Linked DNA regions of Mus musculus: region 1 is linked to region 2. The links are chromatin contacts, called in public HiChIP or PLAC-seq maps. All regions are on one chromosome and are shown on one strand. Each heading gives the region's core, a stretch centred on a gene start, on an enhancer-like site or on the middle of the called end of the contact. The rest is flanking DNA. Distances are from core to core; before and after follow the strand shown. Region 1 overlaps Samsn1 (SAM domain, SH3 domain and nuclear localization signals, 1). Region 2 holds the start of Samsn1 (SAM domain, SH3 domain and nuclear localization signals, 1).

The links. HiChIP or PLAC-seq counts read pairs in DNA pulled down with a chosen protein or histone mark.
Region 1: a contact with region 2 is called in a BATF HiChIP or PLAC-seq map of CD8 T cells, with 24 read pairs. The contact joins the enhancer-like site here to the promoter of Samsn1 in region 2. A contact is called at or near these places in 1 of 39 promoter capture datasets (macrophages), 1 of 15 datasets of contacts at CTCF or cohesin (CD8 T cells), 18 of 484 Hi-C or Micro-C datasets (the Ba/F3 cell line, CD4 T cells, CD8 T cells and 11 more), 7 of 115 datasets of contacts at active chromatin or transcription factors (CD8 T cells, the HPC-7 cell line, bone marrow-derived macrophages and 4 more) and 2 of 9 other capture datasets (adipose tissue and liver).

The regions. Positions count from the first base shown.
Region 1 is chr16:75,854,324-75,859,227 of GRCm38.p6, forward strand. Samsn1 (SAM domain, SH3 domain and nuclear localization signals, 1) reads right to left here. Exons shown (of 8, transcript NM_023380.2): 8 at 4,471-4,904. Among named protein-coding and RNA genes, the nearest start is that of Samsn1, 52 kb to the right of the region's middle. Within about 2 kb of position 1,573, at least 95 of the 459 cell types and tissues checked have an H3K27ac peak or open chromatin away from gene starts, as enhancers often do. A contact at or near this core is called in the Ba/F3 cell line, CD8 T cells, the HPC-7 cell line and 12 more, where this site is marked.
Region 2 is chr16:75,907,037-75,911,934 of GRCm38.p6, forward strand. Samsn1 (SAM domain, SH3 domain and nuclear localization signals, 1) reads right to left here and starts at 2,230. Exons shown (of 8, transcript NM_023380.2): 1 at 2,094-2,230. The coding sequence starts at 2,150.

The DNA.
Region 1 (4,904 bases), core at 323-2,822, 53 kb before region 2:
CCAAAAACTTAAAAGAGAAAATGATCCTTAGCCATGTGCATCACTATTCCACTCCTGCCCTATGAAGAAACAGTGTTCTGCTCTTGGGCATACATGGGATCCCAGAAGGTCCAAGATATCACAGAATCTGCTAAACCCAGCTTTCATTCCTTTATAGTTTTTACATTTGTAAAATATAACACAGAACAAAACTAAGTGTTGCAAATGGACACATGAGAAGTTTTCATGATGCAGATGTGGAAGTGGGGTAATGGAAAGCCCATATACATTCTTTGTAACATGTTAGCATTTTGATAGCCCATGGAATCTTATGCCCCAATGTGCACAGGCTCCATATATATGCAAATACTCACATTAACAGTGCCTTCTTAAGGGATTCTCTGTTGCCCATTGCTCAATCAATTGAGGCTCTGTCATTTGTGAGAAACCAAGGCCCATGACACTAACAATCCCAATTTTAATTTTTCATTCATTAAAATAAATAATAATTTATATATTTAATAATTCATTCTTAAAATTATTCCTTTCATGTCCAAGAGTGTTGAACCAAGGCTGAGTGCAGTATTGTGTCTTTCTGAACTGATCAGGTGCAAACAATGAAATAATGTGTCAGGTAAAACTTATGAGCTGAGTTCTCTATGAGCTGACTCTCTTTCATTGCTTCTGGACAGCAAAATTGTTCTTTAGATCTCAGGCCATTTATGTATGAAAAATTTCAAGATACTATGAGTAAATACCTGTATGATTATACAGTGATTACTGCTTCTATCTTTCGACTAGAACTTAGTGGGGGGAAATGAAGTTGTATATATAAAAATTGTAGTGGCTTTCATACAAATACTACCTGGATTGTATTGAGTACTTCATATATACATCCTATAATTTATACCACTTTTAGATTTAAAAAGATCACCTTTTTGTGATAAATGCTTGAATATTGTCACACAGTTCTTGAAAGCAGATGACTCAACTCCATAACCTTTAGTTTATAGGCATACATACACAAAGAGTGTGCAGAGGAATTCCGCAGTTACATGGAGGTTGAACAAAATTAGGGTTAGTTCTATTTGATTTCCCACAGCTCAAACACCTATCAAAGTAAACCTCTAGCTAGGTTTTATTGACTAATCTCTGAAACTTTTCATAAATTTAGTAGGGCCACTCCCTCTATCAAGAGTATTGGAAGCCTCAATGCTACTTAGATAGGAGCGCTTTTGGTGGCAGTATAGAGCAGTGCTGCGTAAGAGGAGGGGTTATCTAAAATGTCATCATATATTGTTCTCAGAACCTAACGCTTACAGCGGAAATTTCTCAACATTAAATGTCATCATTTTGCCACACTCAGGAAGTTGCAAAACACGTAGCTATAACCTCAGTGCAATGGAACATGACTGAAACCTAATAGTCAGCTACTGAGCACTCTTTTTAGTTTTCTTTCCGTCGATCTCTCTTAGCAATCTGATTAAAAAAAATAAAAAGTCACTAATAACACACTTTAGTTAAAGATACTGTTCAGGTTCATACATATCAGTTATAGAGTTGATGGAAAACCAGAACCGAAATGGTCTGAATTTTGTATTTATCAAAAAACAAACAAAGTAAAAAACCTGAACTTGATCTGATGGGGCAGGCCTGTAATTCTAGTAACTCAGGAGGCAGGGGCAGGGGGATCACAAAGAATAAGGCCATTCTGAACCTTATGTAGACAGACAGACAGACAAGAAGAGACAGAAACAGTGAGAGAAAGACACACACACACACACACACACAGAGAGAGAGAGAGAGAGAGAGAGAGAGAGAGAGAGACAGAGAGAGACAGAGAGAGAGACATCGAGAGATAGAGAGGCAGAGAGGCAGAGAGAGACAGAGGGGCAGGAGTGATACAGTTCTTGCCGTATATATACATGCTGTAGGATTTAGCCCCAAGGACTGAATATTGCTGTTATATTAGAACATTTTATTTATTTAATGGGAATAAATTTTCTCTAGCCTTCTCTACTGTCAGAGCTAAATTTGCTAATATCAGAAACCTCTGGGATAAGTTAATCGCTGCATACTAGAGAGGGTTTACAGCTGTATAAAGCTACCTGGGAACTACTAGCTCAAACAGCTAGATTCTGCTGTCTTCCTGATGCACATTCTTTGGTCCAAAAGACCTTTATTGAACCAGTTTAAGTAATGAATGTGATTGGGCAACTTGCCAGGTTTGAACCTTCAGAACCAATAAGAATATCCTGTAAATATTAACTTCATGGCTTTCTGACTCTTCTCATCTGCTCTTAAAGAGCCCAGACTTTCTTCTAGAAAAGGCAGCAGGACATAGAGTTTTGCATAAGGTCTTTCTTGCTTTTCTGCGTTGCTCCAGTCAGTGCTCTGTGTATGGGCAGTGGGTGAGAACCTGATCTCTTTCTTCTGATTTGACCTCTTTGGCACTGATCACACTGATGCCAGACTCACTCCTGTAGGTGTGTCCTCATCAGCTCTTTCTCCTGGCTACTTAACACTTCTTCAGTTTTGTTTGTTTATTTTGTTTTTGTTTTGTTTTGTTTTGTTTTTAACTTTTCTCTTTTCTCCCTTTTGTAAGAACTCAGACTTTCTTTGCTTGTATCTCCCCAAAGCCTCTTTAGAATATCCCTAAATCCTCAACTGGCATGAAACTTTCATTTTCAAGGGATAGAAATTGGGAAAAAGTTTTACTCATTAGGAATAGACTGGCATTGTTTTGTTATTCTGTAGTTACTTTCCAATCTAGAATTTCCTCGCCTTGCCATAAAAAAGTTACGTTCTTTTAAACAACATGAGAGAGTAGGGGTAGGGCAGTTTAAAAATTAATGACATTAGTGCCTGTGCTGTGTCCAAGAACAGTTTCTAGACTAGTCTGCTAACAGTGGTCACCACAGTCAGGAAAACACCGGGTTTGCTGGGAAGGAAAGAGATGCACATGCAACACACTTGATGTGGGGATGTTGGTGAGATTAGGTGTGTTAAAGATGCCGGAGACTAAAACTATTGGGTTGTTCTCAGCATTCAGAATATTTTACCTTGCCTGAGTTTTATTACCTGTTATTTATTTCATTTTTAAAGATGTGTGTGTATGTATGTATGTATGTATGTGTCTGTGTGTGTGTGTGTCTGTTTGTGTGTGTGTGTCTGTGTGTGTGTGTCTGTATGTGGGAGGATATTCATGAAGGCCGGAATCTCTAGAGCACCTGCTCCCTTGGAGTTGGATTTACAAATGTTTGTGAGCCACCCCGCTTGGTTGCCCTGATCCAATCTCGTATCTCATGATTGAGGAGCAAGCACTCTTAAGCACTGAGCCATCTCTCCAACTCCACATTTTCTTTAAAAACTTTTAGGTGACTTGGAGGCATTCACCTATAAGTAGTTATGAGTGACTTACTAACTGATATAAAAAACAATATTCCAGTTGTATATGGAAAATAATTGCCATGCTCAATATACCCTAGCACCTATTTTCTAAATGTTCCTTCTGTAATAGGTTTGGCTCCATACTGGGTATTTAAAGCCTAGGCAAATAAATTCTGTCATGAGGCAATCACAGTCTCGTGTAAAATGAGCTTCTATGTAAATAAATAGAGAATTTCTGCAGCCAGCAATATAGAAAGAGACGTGAAAACACTCAGAGGAAAATACAGAGGGGGGTTCACAAAACTTTCACACACCAGGCAACTCTTTTATGGTAGTTTCGGGACAGAGTAGAGGGACGAGTCAGGTGAAACAAAATGTCAGGGTAAACAATGGAAAAATAGCTGGCACATGGAAATTCATGGAGAGAACAGTGAATTTGGAAGCCTGTTAGTAGATTGGTATGGTCAGATTGTGCATTGAAAAGCGGGGTGAGAGAGAGGACTCACAAGAAAGGTTAAAAGTACTTGGCAACGAACTTATGTACATTTACATGTTGTGCTAAAATTAACGAGAGGCCATCAAATCCTTCAAGCAAGCGGAATGATTTTATCGGAGTCGTAAAGACTTTTCTAGAGGCTGTGTAGGGATGGATGTGAAGGTGGGATATTGATTGGAAAGATGTTGCAGCATTCCACACCAGAGTTCAAACCGTGATAGCAGCCCTGAATATGAATGGAGTGCTATGGATATGGAAGACTTTCTAGAGGTAGCATCCACAGGACTTCATAGGTGAATTTGTCTGAGGAAGATACATGAAGGGCAAAGAACAAAATGACCTTCTATTTCACTGAGTAGCTCCTTGTTTTGGAAATAAAAAGGTGGAGTAGAAATAAAAGAAGAAAGACAATTTTATGGGTAAAATGAAAGGTTTGGGCACATCAAGCTGAAGTCTGGAGTGTTCACAAAGTTCAGTAACGTGGATCTAGAGTTAGAAGATGGTTTGGGAATCACTACAACGTCCTACCTAGGCCTGACTGTACAATGTGGTCTAACAGAAACTTTCTTTAAATTATGTTAAAATACTCCAAATAACTTTAGTCTAGCAGATATAATATGTACATAGTTTATTTTGTTATTATTAGGATATAGAAAATTAAAAAATATTTACATATAAAGACAAAACATCCTTGTTTACTAGACATCTCTACAACTATGTTTACTTAGCCAAAACAGACAATATATTGTTAACTCTCTCTGCATATCAGATAACAGAGTGAAGAAACAAACAGAAAATTGTTACTAAAACTCCATCTTTGAAAACAAGTCTCTAATCTCAGTCCCCAACTTCCCAGTACTTCAAAAATGAGTATATATTCTACCTATAGAAATTAGTTAAACTGAAACTTCTTCTATAAAAAAAATTCAATAATATATATTAGTACGTGGTCTCCATGTCTATATTTTTTACACTTATGAAATAGAGACGAATACAGTACATACCACACATGGGCTTGCATCATGTCTTTTTTTTCTAA
Region 2 (4,898 bases), core at 980-3,479:
CTAGCCCTATTGTGTCTTTCTAGACAGATGTCACACTCCCTTCTTATAGGTGGGGGAGCTTGTACCCCTTCAAATAGCCATCTGTGTAAGGATCAGAATATCATGTGCTCTTACCATGTCCTATGGATTATATGTTTTATTTATGAAATATGCAAAAGTTTTCTATTGAAAACTATGAATTTGTAAGAATTGTTTCTAAGACATAATTATAGCAATTGGAGGGCTATTAGTGTCACAGCAAAAAAATTAAATCCATATATGTCTTCAGTGTGACTATTTCTTGTGATATATTTTTTTTCTCAGGTGCATTGAGTGTGTTTTTATTTTATATATGCAAACATCAATAAGATGACCAATAGTTCACATCTACTCTAGTAATTACTGTGATTAAGACCATTGCCAATAATGAAAGATCATTTTGAAAACAGTTTAGTGAAATGATATACTGACAATATAATGTGCAATACAGTCCTTATGAAATAGTCAAGTGTCATTTTTGAAAAATTTTGAGGTAAGCCACTTTTTATCAATTTTTGTAATATTCCCAAAATATGATCAACTGAATATTTTTATTTAATCAGTGCTATTTTACATAAAAAACAATCATATGAGACTTGAGATAGAGCTCAGCTCACAACAAATATAATCATATGAAGAAATAAAAAATGATTCTTTGAAAAACCTTTCTTGGATATTTTGGGATGTGTTGCTGTGAATTTTTATTTTAGTAATGAAAAAACAGAAAGTGCAATATATTTTTGTACTATGTGTTTCTAAGATGCTTGTTTAACCTTTGTTGACTTTTTTTGCATTAGAAACAATAATGTTGAAAATCATCTAGTTTTAGTTTCCTGTACTTGGAAATAATGAATTCTCAGTTTACTTCAGATCTTTTGCCAAAGGTTTTAAACCGTTGAAGACTGTCCTGTGCCTACTCAGTTCAGAAGGAAAATCAGTCCCCAAACTGTCTCTCTCCCAATGAGAAATAAAAGCTGATGACAAAGTGTAAACTCCTTAAAAACAAAGAATCCACTAGTATTTATCTCACCAACAAAAAGATTGAATTTATTTGAGAAACGTTAGGAATGTATAAACAGGACAGAAATTTTCTGACATCACAACTTCATACTAAAGAAATTAATGTTACTAGTAAATGACGTTTAAAGTTCTATAAGAATGTAAACTTGGCTTTTCCTATATTATTTTTAATGCCAATTGTTATCAAGAGAAAGAATAAAAGAACATACTACATAAGACTGGCTTATCAAATTTACTAATTTATAAATTTTGTGTCTTCTCAAAATAGGGCACAATTCTCTCTAATGACAATGTGAAAATGCATGTCTACTACAAGATATCATAGCTGAACATTCAAATTACAAAAAGAATTTTAAAAAACTAACCTAAAATTTCTCCATTTTAGTCTTCTTACTGTTATGTATTTTAAATATCTACAATTTAACAGATAAAATAATTCCTTCAGAACACTGGTAAGATATTGAACAACCAAGGAATGAAAAATAGGCAGAGAATTCATGATATTAATGGTTAAGTGGAGGCCACCAAACAGAGTTCCATAAAATTATCCTAACCCAATCTTAGCTAACAACATAAAGGGTTGAATCTAATACACAATTGTGAAGACCATAATTGCTCATCAGTATGCAAATTCTTCCATATGTATTTTGATGCACTTAGTCCTCTACTTAAATTAATTTAGAAGTGACAGATAAAATGTCATGTAAGTAGTAGGGTGATGATGTAGGCTGTGAGTGTGCATGTATGCTTGTGTGTGTGTGTGTGTGTGTGTGTGTGTGTGTGTGTGTGTGTGTGAGAGAGAGAGAGAGAGAGAGAGAGAGAGAGAGAGAGAGATGTATGTCACTGTGTGGTTTGTTTGAATGTGTTGTGTGCTTGAATGAGTTTGTGTATGTGTGTGTATACACGTATATGTGCGTATGTGTAAATGGTATGTGTGTGTGTGTGTGTGTGTGTGTGTGTGTGTGTCTGGTGTGTCTGTGTTATACATTTGCAAGTAAGTGTTGCTTTCTAGTACAGTATTTGGTTAGTTTTACTCTGTAAGAAAATAAACTTACCTTCGGTTTTTGGTGTTTCTCCTTGTCTGAGGCATTGGATGGCTTCCTCTTTAGCATTTTGAATTCTGGCCACCTCTAGTGAGCACAGTTGCTGCTGTTACAGAGACAACTGAGAGCAGGCACGGGTGCTCTCCGTGATACCCAGCATCTGATAGCACTGAGGAAGTGTCTGATGTGACACTTCCTCCTCTGGTCAGGATGTGACTTCAGTGTCTGCTTGGTTGAAGGTTTCTTTTTTTTTTTTTTTTTTTTTTCCTTTCCTTCCTTACCGTAATTATTTGGTAACTCTGTACTGTATTCTCGGTGCTGTATTCTATGATATAATTCTTAGCTCACACCTTTGACATGGCTACGGTAATTACTAAGGGTGTAATGGTTTGGAAAACAAAACTTATTTTCTCAGTTTATGTAAAAGAATTTAACACATTAAAAAAGATGGCACAAGAGGAAAATATCTGAACCTTTTAAATGAAATCAAACAGAATATTGTGGATTTTTAAAAGTTTGAGACTATTTAAAGAATTCCATTTTATATTTTTATAATATTTTATTATTTGAGGTTATATAATACACTTACATCATTTCCACCTTTTCATTTTTCTCCTTCCAAATTTTCCAGGGAACCTACCTTTCAATTTCATTGCCCACTTTTTAAATGTGACATATGTCTGTATCTTTCTCAATACATAATTGTATATTTCTACATGACGATCAATTTGAAGTTAAATAATATTAATCCTCCCTAAAGCTACCGTAATAGGGTATAGATTAAAAGTACCTAACTGTAATAGGATTCTAGCTCCAGATATTGATGAGTGGGCATTGGTGACATTGAAAAAGCAAGCATATCATTGTTAAAACCCCCTGATTAATAAAAGAACCACTTCCTGCTACATAGTATACGTACTCTGTACCCTGGTAATGCCTGGTTGGTGGGTGATGCTACCGACTGCTCAGTCCTCTCTCCAGACAAGGCATCCAGTGTCTACTAAGTGGGCCTGGAATAGCCCCAATATGTCTTAAAGGTTTTGCTGAAAGCCAGATCCAGAGATCCAGATAAAAGAGAAGGTTGCTCAGACTTCCTTGAAAAATGAAGCCCTTATCAGATGAGCTTGTGCAGATTGTTTCAAATGCAGGCTCTGGTTAAATGGCCTGCTTCAAGAAAACTTGTACTTTCTGCTCATAAACTCCTCAGATTAAAAACAGTAGCACCATATTTTTAGGAAGTGCTTCTCTAAGAATCATGCTCTGGCCCTCTTTTCTCAGTTGTCCCTCCCACCTCTCTGCCTTCGTCCTGGAGTCCCAGCTGAAATTCACTAATTCGCTTAAATACTAAATTGAATACCCACTCTGTGCTATTGAACGTAGTGGGTACTCAATTTCTATGCAATAAACCTCTTAACTAGCAAGAACAAAATGGTATTTTATGCACTACAATAGAATTGGGTAAACCACTTAAGAGGATTGGAGTTAATAAACAGCTGCAGTGGCAGGAGGGTAATTTTGAGAAGTAAGAGGTTAGTATTTTCAGAACAATGACAGGGGAATAACACCAGACAACCTGAAAACCTAAGGCTCGGTAATTCCCTAGCAGTGTGACTTTCTGTAAATTTTCTGGGTGGTTCTCAGTTAACCCAAGGGAATAAACTATTCCGTCGCCTAAGAAATTAAGAGCCATGAAAAGATATTTTCTTATCTGAGACATCAGTGCTCCTTGTACTCTTCCATCTCTTTGTGAAACGGATGGGAGTTTAATTCAGGAGTGGAATTTGATCAGTTCAGTGAGGAGGATAATGGTGATAGTTCCTAAATGATCGTTTCACTGAGAATCAAAGCTAATGCCAATATGGGCCGCCCTTATGCACCATCACTTCAGAATAGTTTACACCAAAAATTATCTGTAGATAATGAATGAATATTAAATATCAAAGTTATATTTGGAGAATTTTTTATAGTTTACATTTTTATAATGACAACTAAAACAGTGAATATTCAAATTGCTGGTACTAACATTTTGTGTGTGTGTTCAGCTGAAATGCAGTTATGCAACATTTGATATTAACGCTCTTCCAAATTGCCGTAAACCCCTAACTTAAACCTCCATGCCAGTCACTGGAAACACACTTCTAGTTCTTAATTGGTGGTGAGAGCAACTCCAAGAGTCAAACAAAACAATGCATTCTATTGTCATTGTCCTTGGTTACCTCCCAGATGTGAGCATGATATATGGTGATGAAGATAGTACACACTCCAGACATAGGGCTTAGATGAATTAAGCAGGAACTGATCAGGAAAGCTCGTCTGAGAAGTAGCTCCCATGGTGTCAGAAGACATTTATGCAAACTGCTAAGAACTAGTTGCTTAGAAAAATATGCCCAGTGGAACAATCGGAGCATGACTCTCTTGGGGATGACAAACAGCTCTCTCATGGGTTTTATGGCCCAGGCAACAGGAAATCCTTGCATGGTGCTGTAAACGTAGCCAAGGGCCTGTGGCTGGACATGTCATGGACCCTAGAGAAGACCTACTACACTACGAAGGATGAAAGGACAAGGAGTAGGGAGGGGTTCAGGATCTCAGATGAAATAACAAGGGGACTCAGGTGTATATGTAAATAAAGATTAAGTGTATGCACATATGAAATTATCAGAGTATAAATTAGATGATTTTTATAGTAAACAATATTATACTTAAGAATTACATATAAACATCTGTTTGTATATCTAAGCATTTGACCAGTTTTAATACCATAAGGTGGATTCAAATTGTAAATAAAATTAATATTTTTGTTTAAATTTATATATG